Regions from separate parts of the Mus musculus genome. Here regions 1 and 3 are each linked to region 2. Evidence: chromatin contacts called from public HiChIP or PLAC-seq data. All regions are on one chromosome and are shown on one strand. The core of a region is the stretch at or near the end of the contact, and the rest is flanking DNA. Distances in the headings are between cores, read along the strand shown.

Region 1 (4,254 bases), core at 1,053-3,552, 340 kb before region 2:
CTTGACATGGTGCGCTCTGAATAGCTACCCATTTGAAGTTGTGAGCAAAACAAAATACAGGCAGATTCTGACCAGCAGTTTCTTCATTTTTTTTCCTCCTTCAGTTTTTCACTCCTAGTAATTTCATAATTACTATTTTAAACATGGGAAGTAATGGATGTGTTCAGGGTATAAATGCTTCATAAACTACCCACTCATCAAGGTTAAACAAATATACATATACACCGTGTGTGTATGTATGTATATGTGAGTGTGTGTGTGTTTGTGTATGAGTGTTTGTGTGTGTGTGTGTGTGTGTGTGTGTGTGTATGAATATGTGTGTGTTTGTGTATGTGTGTGCATGTGGTGTGTGTATGTTTGTGTTTGCATATTTGTGTGTATGCATGTATGTGTATGTGTATATTTATGTGGGGGTATGTGTGTATATATGTGTGTGTATCTGTGTGTCTCTGTGTGTATGTCTGTGTGTGTATATACACATATTCAGTTGACCCACCCAGTTGTTTCACAATTTTAGAATTTGATTGGTGTGCTAATAAGTATAAAGATTATATTTAAAAATACAGATTCTTTTGAAAAGTCAGATGACTGGCAAACTTGACTTGAATTTTTAAGTGAAGCTGGAGGAAGAAAACACAAACTCTGCAGTTCTTTACGGGCAGATGGTCATGAGTCTTGGCAATGCACACACAAGCCAGCCAAGGATCTCTAAAATTCTCATTATTCACATGAAACAAAGTCCTTGCTCCTCACAGTGTGGCTCACAGACAGGCAGCAGGGTCATCACCTGAGTTAGTGAGACAGGCATACTATAGCTTGGCTCCAGCCAGACTCAATAAGTCATCCCCAACATGGAAAAGCCTCTATGTGATCCACAAAGTCAGAGAAATATTAATCATGACCCAGGGAGACAGCAGCATGGAAGCCACGCCCACGGAATGGCAGCCACGCCCACGGAATGGCAGTCACACCCATAGAATGGCAGCCATGCCAGTGGTTTCTTTAGGGCTATCTTGCCTTCGACTCTCTGTGGATTTTAGTTTCAATCTATTCCTTTACTCTGTCTCTTGAATCTAACACTTGCTTTAATATTATTTAATTTCCCACAGTCAGTGATGCAGAAAGACCCAGGGCATCATCTTGCAGAGACGTCTATAGGACATTAATATCTAAGGAGGACTAGGATATCCTCATTTTGCAATAATAGTTCTATTAAAGACAACTACTTTTTTTCCATTTAGAACTGAAGGATCTCTACATTGAACAAGGAAGTTAAAGATTATATACCATGTGAGCATCTGGATATCCCCTTAGAAATCGTACCTACTCCTAATTTTCAGAGCATGTCCATGTGATTGTAATTCCAAGTGTCACATCTGACATAATTAAGTTGAGCTATACCGTCTAGAAGCCAGATGATCCTAGACCATTTAGACCCAGATCCATTGATCAATGTCCTCATAAGAGACACACAGAGAATGGTGTAGTGAAGAGGAGGAGGTGGTAAAAAGCCTGTGGGGACTGAACAACCTTAGCTGGGCACCTGAGGCTGGAGGGGCAGGGAATGAGTCCCCCTCACATCTTCAGAACAGAGCAGAGCCGCTTTGCTTCCAAACTTGCGGTCTTTAGAACTCTTAGACTGTAACCGTCTGTTTATGGTGATGAGTTTATGGTCATCCTATATAGCAGCTTCAGAAACCAACAGTTCCCAACATGAGTTGCCTGTTGCATCTTGGGAGTGGTGTAATGAGTGGTGGGAAGTGCAGTAGGTAGAGGAATGATAGAGACAAGAGGTCTTAACAGAAGAGCCAAGGCTCCACATCTGACATCATGGCATACATACTACTCTTGTCAGAGGGAGTTCCTTGGAAGCAAGCTGAAGAACTCTCCATCCAGAACCTGGCCAGCTCTCCAAGTGACCTGTGCACCCAGTAAAGTCTGGGAAGTCTTTTCATTCCCCTTAGCATATCTGTGTTATCCTGGCGCCATGCTTGAATTTACCAGGACATAGCTAGAGTTCCATTTCCTGCATCTAGTCTAAGTCAATGAGCTAATGCTAGTAGAAATACACATTCCAGGAGAACCCAAGGGGATGAAAAGGATGCCCAACAAAGGCACAAGAAATCTTCACTGGGAATTTGAATACAAGAAATTCTCAGCTAAGACTCAAATTATAGCCTAATAAAGCTGGTCTGGAAAATAGACTGATGGAAAGGGATTAAAGGAAGCCCAGAGCCAGGTAGGGAGGAGAGATGAGGAGGGACAAAGAGCTACATCTGTCCACCCTAAATTCGGAAATGCAAATCCTACAAAGCAATGCCTGCAATAAAAGGCTTTATTGTTTCCGGCTCTTCACCAAGCTGGCACTGCCCAGCTTCCATGGAAAACAAACAGCACATCTGACAAGCATGGGGGAGGGGCCCCATGCCATCTGCAAATTTTCATTCAGTGTAGAAAAAGAGGAAGCCAAAGAGTGAATTGGGGAAATCAGAAAAATCCGAATGGTTCTTCTTAAGAACATTTGTTGGGGGGGGGGGGGAAGGCATGATTGGTATAGAAATATCTCCAATGTCAAGGGTAGAAGTCTTATTATGGTTCTGCTGGATGCAGAAAGGGGGAAATGCTGAGCAGATGTCAGGAAAGAGTCAAGGATGTAAGAAAACTAAAGAGAAAGTCCAGCCAGTTTGATAATCCAAGGCTAGCCAATACTGATGACTGTGATAAGGGTGGAGAGATGGCTCAGAGGGTCGAGTTCTTGCTGCACAATCATGAGACGTGAAGACAAGACCCTCAGTGCCCATGCAGAAGTGGTGTGTGGGGGTGGGGCACAGAGTGTGCCTGCCATCCCAGCATCAGAAGGGGACATAAGATGATCCTGGAGACTCACATGTCACCAAGCCAGTCTAGCCAATCAGCAAGCTCCAGGCCAGCCAATCACAGACACTGCCTCAAAAACTTAGGCAGAAAGTAATGAGACTAGACGTGTCCACAAATACACACATGGGCATGAGCACTCATACACTCAAACACATCATACCACATGCCATACACAAATGTATATGACAAAGGCGTGTTAGATGGAGATACAAAAATAATAGAGGGGATATTAATGTTTTTTGTATTTAAAATATGACAGGCATACATGGCAGTATCTCATTAAGAGATCTGATCAGAGTCTAAGTAGATATTGCTGCTTTATAAATGAAGAAACTATAACTTGAAGAAGTGTTGACCGGGAAGCATGAGGAAAATGTGTTGATGAAGAAGTCTTGTGTTGTCACAATACCACAAGGTAAGACTGCGTGAAAAACCATTCTAATCTATCTTTGAGGTATTGAAGTAATATTGATAGCATGGTTCCAAGGCATTTGTATTATTCAAAAGATTCCTAATGGACTCTATATTCTATGTATGGGGTATTACTGGTTTAAATGAACAAAAGGATTATTGCAAAGACTTTTTAATTCCTCAGGCACTTGAGAATTAGCATAAGCCTAGAAACATGTAAATGAAGAAAGCTCTAAAAAACTGGCAGCAGAAAATGGTCTGTTCCACCTAATTGAATCCCATTCATTTATCAACAGCTTGCCTCGAAGGGCTATATGTGGTCAGTACTTTTAGGCATCAAGGGTGTAAGGTCTCGGTCTCAAGGGCTCCATTCCTTTTATCTGGAAACCTAGGACCAAAAAGGGCAAAGTACCAAGAAGCTCAAAGCTCCCTTTAGGAAGACCAATAAGAGAGCCAACCGCATCACTACCTTGGGGATTCAGACACCTCTGACAACAGAACTTGTTATTCCTTTGTTGAAAAGGACAACTGCTAAGGGATACACATGAAAGAGTAAGGTAAGGAATAAGACTCTATCAACAGAGCAGGAAGCAGAGAGGGGACTGGATGGGCACCTTCTACTTTCTCTTATCTCTACGTTATTTTTGAGACGGTGTCTGTGATTGGCTGACCAGGAGCTTAGTGATTGGCTAAACAGCCTCTTCTCATCCTCATTGACTGACTCGCTCCTGAAGGTCCCACATGCCAGAGGATCCACAGTCTCTGAGAACAGCGCCACCAACTGGAGACACAATGTTCAAAAGCTTGAGGCTGTGGTGGACAATTTACCCCCAAAGCATGACAGGAACCAGCTCATTGTGTCCTAAGTCCCTGTACTTCCAGTCTGAATACCAGGAGTTCGAGGCATTATTTGGTTAGTAGTTCCCTTTGGGTAAGCGATCACCTTGGCTGTTATGTATCAGCGAC
Region 2 (3,904 bases), core at 1,196-3,695:
CCCCGCTTAACCCGCCTGCGGGACTCGGCATACAACTGTGAACTGTGTGACTTTGGCATAAGACAGACTCCTGGTACTGTTGGGATTGGAACCAAAATGCAGGAGTCAGGGCTTTGCTAAGCTGAATCCCAGGGATTGCTCGTCACTCCTGTCTACAGAGCCCTGAGCAGCTGGGCAGAAGCTGCAGCTTTCATCAGTTTCAGCCCCATCCCCTGGCTGCTACCTCAAAATCTGTGCTTTCTCAGCAAATTACAATGCCCTGGGGGAACCAGAAAGGGAAACCCAGCCCCCAGCGCTTACCTGCCCAAGCTCTATGCAATTACTCCATCCTTTTTCCTCCTGCCTGGGCAACTTTTCTGAGTGGAGCAATAGTGAGAAAGGCTTTTGATCTCTACCAGGCAGGGTGGTGTTAATCCAGCTACCCTGGACCCTGCGGAGTCACCCTAGCTAGAGATCTGGAGATGGTCTCTGACCCCCCCCCCCCCAGAACCACACCCCTAATCATCTGTGTCTACTTGGAAGGGTCCCTGCACCTTGTGGAACCCCAGAGCCTTGTGGAGAGATGAGCCTCCACCTGGAAACACAAGTCAAACAATTCAGACTGTCTAATAGGGCCCCCTCAGAAACGCCTCCAGGGCACCTGCTGATAAGTCTGAGCCAGAGGCCCAACTTCTCTACCAATAGATCTCAGCATCCAGGGACAGTATTCCCTTCAGCCCCTGATGACCTGTTGCTGTTAAACTTGTCGTATCTCCAGGTGCTTTCCTCTGCGCTCCCAAGCCACCCACCGCGCAGGCCTGTGCCAAAGACTACGGGACTGAATGGAGGCTGTGGTTGCTGGGGAAGGGAGGCAGCTCTGAGTTTCAAACTGATACCGTCAGTTGATAAAACGATCTCGCCACATCCTATTCATATTAGCTGAATCTGGGCATGCAGCCCCCGATACCCAGAGACCACCCATCCCCATATGCGCTCTGCATCCCTCGGGAGTCTGACCTGATCAAAGTAAATGATGCGAGTCTTGTTGCTCATCTCAGATGGCTCGTGGTTGGTGCTCCGAACCGCCGAAAAAGCCACCTTGGAGTTTGCTGCCCGGACCGATATCCCCAGAGGGGAAGATGATGATCCCTTGGAGTCTGTAGCTGGGTTCGAGTCGCACACCACCAGACACTTGCCCTCCAGAACGATCGGTTCCGTGTCATTCTGTGCCCAGACAGGCAGCACTAGAATCAGCAGAACGGCTGGTACCACGGACAGCGCCCGGCGCGCGGAGCCCATGGTGAGCCGCGTGCGCAAGCGGCAGCCTGGCGCTTCTGCTCCCAGGCGGCGCCTGCTACCCCGGGATCCGGGAGCTCGGGAAGACGCCAGTGGCTAGATCGACAGCGCTGCAGGAACAGCGGCGGCGGCGGCAGCAGCGGCGCGCGCACTTCCACCAATTCTCAGGACTGAAGTCTCCCTTCGAACTGGCTGGCTGGCTCTGTTACCTTTGTCCTTTAAGGAGCTCATGCAGAACTCCTACCCTAACTCCTCCACCCCCAAATCAGTTTTGCCTGGGGCCACGGCACCCACACTTGTCCCTTGACATCTAAAAAGTCTCCAGACCCTCTCAGTCACACCTCAAAAGAACAAAATAAATTCTCACCCCGAACCCAAGCACTCCTGGTGAAGCACAGAGCTGAAGACACAGAGGGGACTCCGCGAGTAAACGCTAGCAAAGGTGGCTAGTGCCGAGCGGTGCGGGTGTCGGTCCTGTCCGAGGGACTCTGGTTGGCGCAGGAACAAATTACAGAGGCAGGAGGTGTTTCCGGGGATGAGAAGAATGCCAGGTTATGTCCATGGCTAGGATGCTAGCGACTTCCACTTGCGCTTGGTCAAAAATTCCCCCAAAGCCCGGTGTCACTCCGACGCAGGTAGGCGGCAGCTGAGTGCCCGTCGCCAAAAGCAGTTCTAAGGTGCAGGGCGCCTACTGCCCTGGGTTCCCGCGTCCCTGCGCACAACTTTGTGTCTCAGCGTGCAGTGCAGCCGGAGGGACAGCGCCGAGAGGGCACCCGCGCGCTATTTATAGGAGTGCTGCCTGCAGATGGCTTTGGCTCGCCCGCTCATCCCGTGGATCCCCGGAAAGCAGAAAAGGCGTCCGTTGACCCCAGCGGAGCAGCGCCTGTGTGACGTTGAACGCACCCGGACAGAGCGGGACGCACGGCGCTGCCGGCTGCCAAGGTCTGAGGTCACTTGATCCCCCCGAAATCGCACTTTGTGTACCCAGAGGATGATGCTCACCTGCCTGCACCTGCCAGGGGTCCGCGGCTGCTCGCCGCCAGCTCCACCTGGACCCGCAGAGGGAGTTGTGGGTCCCCTCACCCTGCCCTGCGCAAGACTCTCTGAACCGAACGTGGCGCTGCCAGCTCAGATGTGGAGATGGAAGGACCTCGGCGAATCTGCGCGGTTTGCTATCTGACGCTAAGAGGACCAGCCAGTGTCCCCCAACTGCGCCTGGTCAGGAGCTTGTCCCACGTAACCCTCGAGCCTGGAGAGCCCAGAAAAGCCCGGGGGCAGTTCTGTGCCCTGGGCGGGGCGGGTGTGGAGGAGGCGCCTGTTTTTTTTTCTTCTGCTCAAGAGGATGAGCCTCGGAACCCACTGGGGCTCGCCTTCTCACGCTGTGCAGCCATCCCAATCAGGGGCAGGAACAATCATAGTGAACAGTATCCCTTAAATGTAACAATTAAAATGCACACCCCGAGAGTACTGCACCCTCTCCCTCTTTGATGTTCCTCCCCTGTGCACTCCACTGCCATCTTGGCCTCTGACTGGCAACTTATTTTCCTTTTCGGAAGCCACGGAAGGGAAGCGGGGAAGCAGAGCTTGGCTTTGGAGTTGGCTGCATGAACCTGACCAAGACCTTAATGAGTGGCCAATACTACCCAAACTAAGGGCCCCGGCTTTCTGGTTCAGTATTCTTTGGGGTCAGGACACTCCCAAATTCCTTGTTGACTTCTCTTGACTTCAGCTGCAGGAGAACAGTGCAGCTATTCTCTAATCAAAACAACGTCCCTGTGGAAGCCACCAGCCACTCAGACCTCCTGATTAGTACGTACTGGTTGCAAATTGTTTAGAGGTTGAGTCATGTCCTTGGGTCAGATTAAGCTTCCCAGATGGTCCTGTGCGTTCTTGGAATGGCGTTCGAGCTCTTCCTCTGCAGAATCCAGACAGACCTACATCTTTAGTCTGATCTCCTAAGGTTCTCCAAGGGAATGTGTGCCGCAAGCTCATGCTGAAATTCCAAGTATTAAGATACAAGATGCCCCTAGGGTTGATCCTTAGCCCCAACTTCTTATAGTGATATAAAGATGTGCTGTCTGGAAACACAGTTGAGGGAGGTAGTCAGTGCAGCTTGTGAGTTGCTGGGGCTCTGGGGCTATGCTATTTGTAACAATGTTGCATATCTTTCATCGAAGCTCTAAAAAAAAAACAGAAAAGCTTGCCAGGCCTTTAGGAGAGTGCCACCTTGACACCACCGTAAACTTCATATAGTTTCTCATCTGACCTTTTCTGATGTCCTTATTCAAACACTGATCACTAGTCATTGCAGTGCCTGTGGCACTTCCGTGGTGTGTGTGGGTGTGGGTGTGTATACATATGTGTGCATGTGTGTGCAAATGTATGTGTATGTGTGTGTAAATGTATATGCACATATGTATGTGTGTATGTATGTGTACATGTATATGTCTATGCATGTTCTATTGTGTGTGCATGCATGTGTGTGCATGTGTGTATGTGTACATGTATATGTCTATGGATGTTCTATTGTGTGTGTGTGCATGCATGTGTGTGCATGTGTGTATGTGTGTGCATGTGTGTATGTGTACATGTATATGTCTATGCATGTTCTATTGTGTGTGTGCATGCA
Region 3 (4,331 bases), core at 688-3,187, 300 kb before region 2:
GTGCAGCTGTGTGCCCGTTTTTATGTGGGTACTGGAGATCCAGATGCGGGCCTTCCTGTTTGCACAACAAACTCTGTACTCACAGCCATCTCTAGACCAGAGCTGCAGTTTGCAAACAGAGCCCCCAACACTCCCCATGTGAATAAAGCCATCAGGTAACTGAGAGCGCTTTGCATTCCCCCATCAAAATCACCAGTAGCATCACAAACTCCCTGAAGGCAGTCTCTCTATGCTTCAGTTTACAGCTTACAGTATGAACAGCCCCAAGCAGAAACCACGTTTTCCCCAGAGGGGCTGGAATATAGGCACAGGTGGGGAAGACAGCTTGGAAGAAAAGAGGGGGACAGAGGCCTTCCCTCTGAAGAGGCCTAGCTGAGCGCTAAGAGCTTCACTCTGGAACATGGTGCCTCTTGCTCAGTAGATCCTCTAGTGGAGTGGGAGATACTGAAGGAGCCCGAACAGGAGCCCACACACAGTGAGTGGAAGCTGTTTGCCTCATGTTGTTACGGCCGGGAACTGTACCTTTTAATCATGGGAGTCTCTAAAGCGCCTCCTTGACTTTAAATTCCTTTTCATTCGTGCTTCGGCTTATTCCTTTGGATCTCCCAAGCCTCCTTATAAGACTGAATATATTAGTCGTTTATAATAGGGCATTTAAACACCCTCTGAACATTCCTACCAATCTTATCTTAACCTCCTCCCCTGAAGCAGCCCCTTCTCCTGTCTTAAATTCACTGTATAGCTAATGGAAGAATTTAAATCTCCGCTATTTCCCTTCCAAGAGGTACTTCTCCAAACACCAATTTTGAATTAAGAGGTTCAAAACAAAACAAAACTTGCTTAAAGCTAGGGAATTCATTTAATCAGTAACCTTGGGGTTTGATTTTTCTAAAACTCACATTGAAAGATGGGCATAGACAACAGGCTTGGAATCTCAGAACTGGAGAGGCTGAGATAGGTTCATCCGTGAAACTCACTGGCCACACAGACTAGCCTGCCAGGCTACCTCCCAGCAAGCCACCCTGTTTCAGAAACAAGATGGGGAGTGACAAAGTGTCTTAGTCAGGGTTTTACTGCTGTGAGCAGACATCATGACCAAGGCAACTCTTATAAGGTTAACATTTCATTGGGGCTGGCTTACAGGTTCAGAGGCTCAGTCCATTATCATCAAGGCAGGAACATGGCAGCATCCAGGCAGGCATGGTGCAGGCAGAGCTGAGAGTTCTACGTCTTCATCTGAAGGCTGCTAGCAGAATACTGACTGGCTTCCAGGCAGCTAGGATGAGGGTCTTAAAGCCCATACCCACTGTGACACACCTACTCCAACAAGACCACACCTTCTAATAGTGCCACTCCCTGGATAGAGCATATAAAAACCATCACACAGAGAAACGATATTCCAGGTTGTCCTTGGCTTCTCACACACATATACATCTGCACAGACATGCACTGCACTTATACACATACACATACGAGTTTCCCTGAACACAGTCTTCCCCTAAAGTTAGATGGAGTGAAATTCATTTTATTGAACTTTAATATTCACCGCACACCAAGCGAAGACTCAATGCTGCGGCTCCATGCCCACGGTACAGCGTTTACACATGGAGTGACGCTTGGCTCATGTTTCTATCTGTCAGTTTATTTATCACACATGATACAGAGCCGAACGTTTGCTCTGACATCTGAGAGGAAAAGATCTCCTCTTGGCCAAAAGATTTTTAATTTTTCTTTCTATAAAGACAACATAGAAGATGAAAGAGAGACCGTGAAATCAATAATATAGGGAAAATAGTTTATTTTCAAAGTTATTTTTAAGCCAGCTTCTAGCTTAATTTAAACTTTAGCCAGTGGGGCTTTGCTCTCCTTACCAGTGTCTCTGTGATCACATTCTCTCTCTCCAGCCTCTCGGAATTCCTGAGGGGGGAGGCTATGCTTCCACTCTGTGTTTATAGCAATGGCTGTAAATATTTGCTTTCAGGCTCCCTCCCCAGACCACGGCTGCTCTCCCCAACAATGGCCCTTGTGCCTCTGCAAAGCCACCATTCCTGGTGTTTCATCAACTCTAATATCTTGGCTTTTCCACTAAACTGTAACCACTTTCACAGAGGAATCTGTACAGTTGAACAATTAAGCTAGAGATTTGAAGATAGAGCTAGAGAGAGGGGGTTTGAGTCTAAGCAAAATCCTGTAATATCCTCAGACTGTGACATCATGAGAAGGAGCGTCTTAGTTCCACGAGGATTTTGAGCAATCATCCTCTTTCCCGTGCATATATGTTGCGGGATATTTGATCACACTGTGAACCTCTATACTGAATTTTACTGTTTCTAGTTGTGTGGCTCTGCCTAAGTGCACACCAGCAATCCCTCTGGCTGGATTGCAGACACAACCTTAGGACACACCTTTAATCCCAAACAATGAAGGTAAACTTAGTTGACAGAAGGACGCCCCCATGTTTGAAAGTGATGTCTAACTGAGGGGCAGACAAAGTGACAAATCAGAGAAAGATTTGACAGAATAGGATATGCTCAACTCTCATAAGAACAGAGAGTAAAAGGAGAGGCTACTTAAGAGAGAGCACTGGAGAAACAGGAGGTAAGAGGGCAGTTTTATCAGGACGATTATACAGAGGCAGGTTGCAGACAGAGAACAAGCTAAACTTGGGTGAAGACAGAATGAATCAGAGAATGAGAAAGAGCCAGAAGACTAGAACAGGTTGCCAAAGTTAATGTGAGGCCAGGCAGAGCAATCAAGACTCGGAGAGAAGCCAGGCTGAATTGGTCAGCTTGGAGAGGAGTTTGAGCCAGAGCAGCTGAGTTGAATCAGTCAGCAAGAGTTCAGAAAGAACAAGAAAGTGTGAGCTTACTCAGCAGCACATCTCAGCGGCTGCAAACATTCCAGGCCTAGACTAGATTGTAGGGAGGCTAGATGATTCCAGGACTACACACAGGTTAGCAGATGGATCTGTAAGTCTCAGAGATAACAATTACACCAGACAAATAAGATACCTTTACTCATGTCTCCTGCATAGGTTGTGCCCTAGTTCACTCTCTGTTGCTATGGTAAACACTCTGACCCACTTTAGCAGATGTGATGGTTTGTATATGCTTGGCCCAGGAAGTGGAACTATTAGGAGGTGTGACCTTGAAAGAGGTGTGTGTAGTCTTGTTGGAGTAGGTGTGTCAGTGTGGTTGTGGGCTTTAATACCCTTGTCCTAGTTGCCTGGAAGTCAATATTTTCCTACCAGCCTTCAGATGAAGATGTAGAACTCTCAGCTCCTCCTGCACCATGTCTGTCTGGATGCCACCTTGTTCCCACATTGATGATACTGGATTAAACCTCTGAACCTATAAGCCAGCTCCAATTAAATGTTGTCCTTATAAGAGTTGCCTTGGTCATGGTGTTTGTTCACCGCCGTAAAACCCTAATTAAGAGAGCAGAGGAAATTTGGTTGGATTTATAGGTTATAATCTATCATAAAAGGAAGTCAGGGCAGGATTGAGCAAAGGCTGTGGGGAATGCTGTTTACTGGCCTGCTTCCTTTTGTTTGTTCAGTTACATGTCTTATCCGGCTTAGGCCCCTTGCCTAGGGACAGCACTGCCCACAGTGGACTGTGTCCTCCTGCATTAGTAGACAGTTTAAAAAATGTACATCCTGAAGCCCTAGCCACAGGCCAATCTGATGGAAGCAATTCCTCAATTGAGGTTTCCTGTTGCCAGGTGACTCTAGTCTGGGTCAAGTTGAGGAAGAGTAACCAGCATGGATTTGCTTTGCACACAGGTATTTTGCTAAAGGGGCTCCACACTGAGGGCTGGTGCTATGATTCCATCGGTAAAGGTACTTGACGTGGAGTCTGACAATCTGAGTTCAGTCCCAGAACCCACCTGGCAGGAGAGAACTAAGTCTGCAGGTCGCCTTCTGAGCCACACAGGTGCAACAGCACCTGTCTCCCTGCCAATCTCCCAATCAGTCAATTATCAATCAATAATACATGTAGGAAGGTTGAACTGTTTAACAAAGGAATCCCACAGGAGAGCCAGCAATTGTCTCAGTAGGCAAAGATCCTTGCTTCCAAGGCTGACAACCAGTGTTCAGTCCTGTAACTTATGGTAGAGAGAGAAAACAGACTCTAAAAGCTGTCCTCTGATCTTCGCGCCAATGTCCTCTGATCTGCAGCATGTACATGTGCATGCATAGACACAACAAATAAATATATAAATGTAAAATAACCATGAGATACTCACAACAGCAAGCTAACCGCTCGGCACACAGAAACACTTTCCTCAATACAAATTCATGTTCAAATGCTTCTGCTTCTTGTTATTCT

Evidence for each region. HiChIP or PLAC-seq counts read pairs in DNA pulled down with a chosen protein or histone mark.
Region 1: an H3K27ac HiChIP or PLAC-seq map of VIP interneurons shows a contact between it and region 2, with 6 times the contacts expected there. The contact joins the enhancer-like site here to the promoter of Cbln4 in region 2. A contact is called at or near these places in 4 of 39 promoter capture datasets (embryonic stem cells, hippocampal neurons, neural stem cells and 1 more), 4 of 115 datasets of contacts at active chromatin or transcription factors (VIP interneurons, embryonic basal ganglia and embryonic stem cells) and 2 of 9 other capture datasets (embryonic stem cells and liver).
Region 3: a contact with region 2 is called in an H3K4me3 HiChIP or PLAC-seq map of neural tube, with 4 times the contacts expected there. The contact joins the enhancer-like site here to the promoter of Cbln4 in region 2. A contact is called at or near these places in 17 of 39 promoter capture datasets (3T3-L1-derived adipocytes, the HPC-7 cell line, cranial neural crest and 9 more), 4 of 484 Hi-C or Micro-C datasets (all in embryonic stem cells), 8 of 115 datasets of contacts at active chromatin or transcription factors (embryonic forebrain, embryonic stem cells, forebrain and 1 more) and 3 of 9 other capture datasets (adipose tissue, embryonic stem cells and pancreatic islet).

What each region holds. Positions count from the first base shown.
Region 1 is chr2:171,702,734-171,706,987 of GRCm38.p6, forward strand. The region is part of intron 2 of Gm35529 (a long non-coding RNA gene); the gene reads right to left. Among named protein-coding and RNA genes, the nearest start is that of Gm35529, 22 kb to the right of the region's middle. Within about 2 kb of position 2,303, at least 13 of the 459 cell types and tissues checked have an H3K27ac peak or open chromatin away from gene starts, as enhancers often do. A contact at or near this core is called in VIP interneurons and neural stem cells, where this site is marked.
Region 2 is chr2:172,041,021-172,044,924 of GRCm38.p6, forward strand. It overlaps Cbln4 (cerebellin 4 precursor protein), which reads right to left and starts at 2,446. Exons shown (of 3, transcript NM_175631.3): 1 at 997-2,446. The coding sequence starts at 1,278.
Region 3 is chr2:171,741,329-171,745,659 of GRCm38.p6, forward strand. No RefSeq gene overlaps it. Among named protein-coding and RNA genes, the nearest start is that of Gm35529, 16 kb to the left of the region's middle. Within about 2 kb of position 1,938, at least 24 of the 459 cell types and tissues checked have an H3K27ac peak or open chromatin away from gene starts, as enhancers often do. A contact at or near this core is called in neural tube, where this site is marked.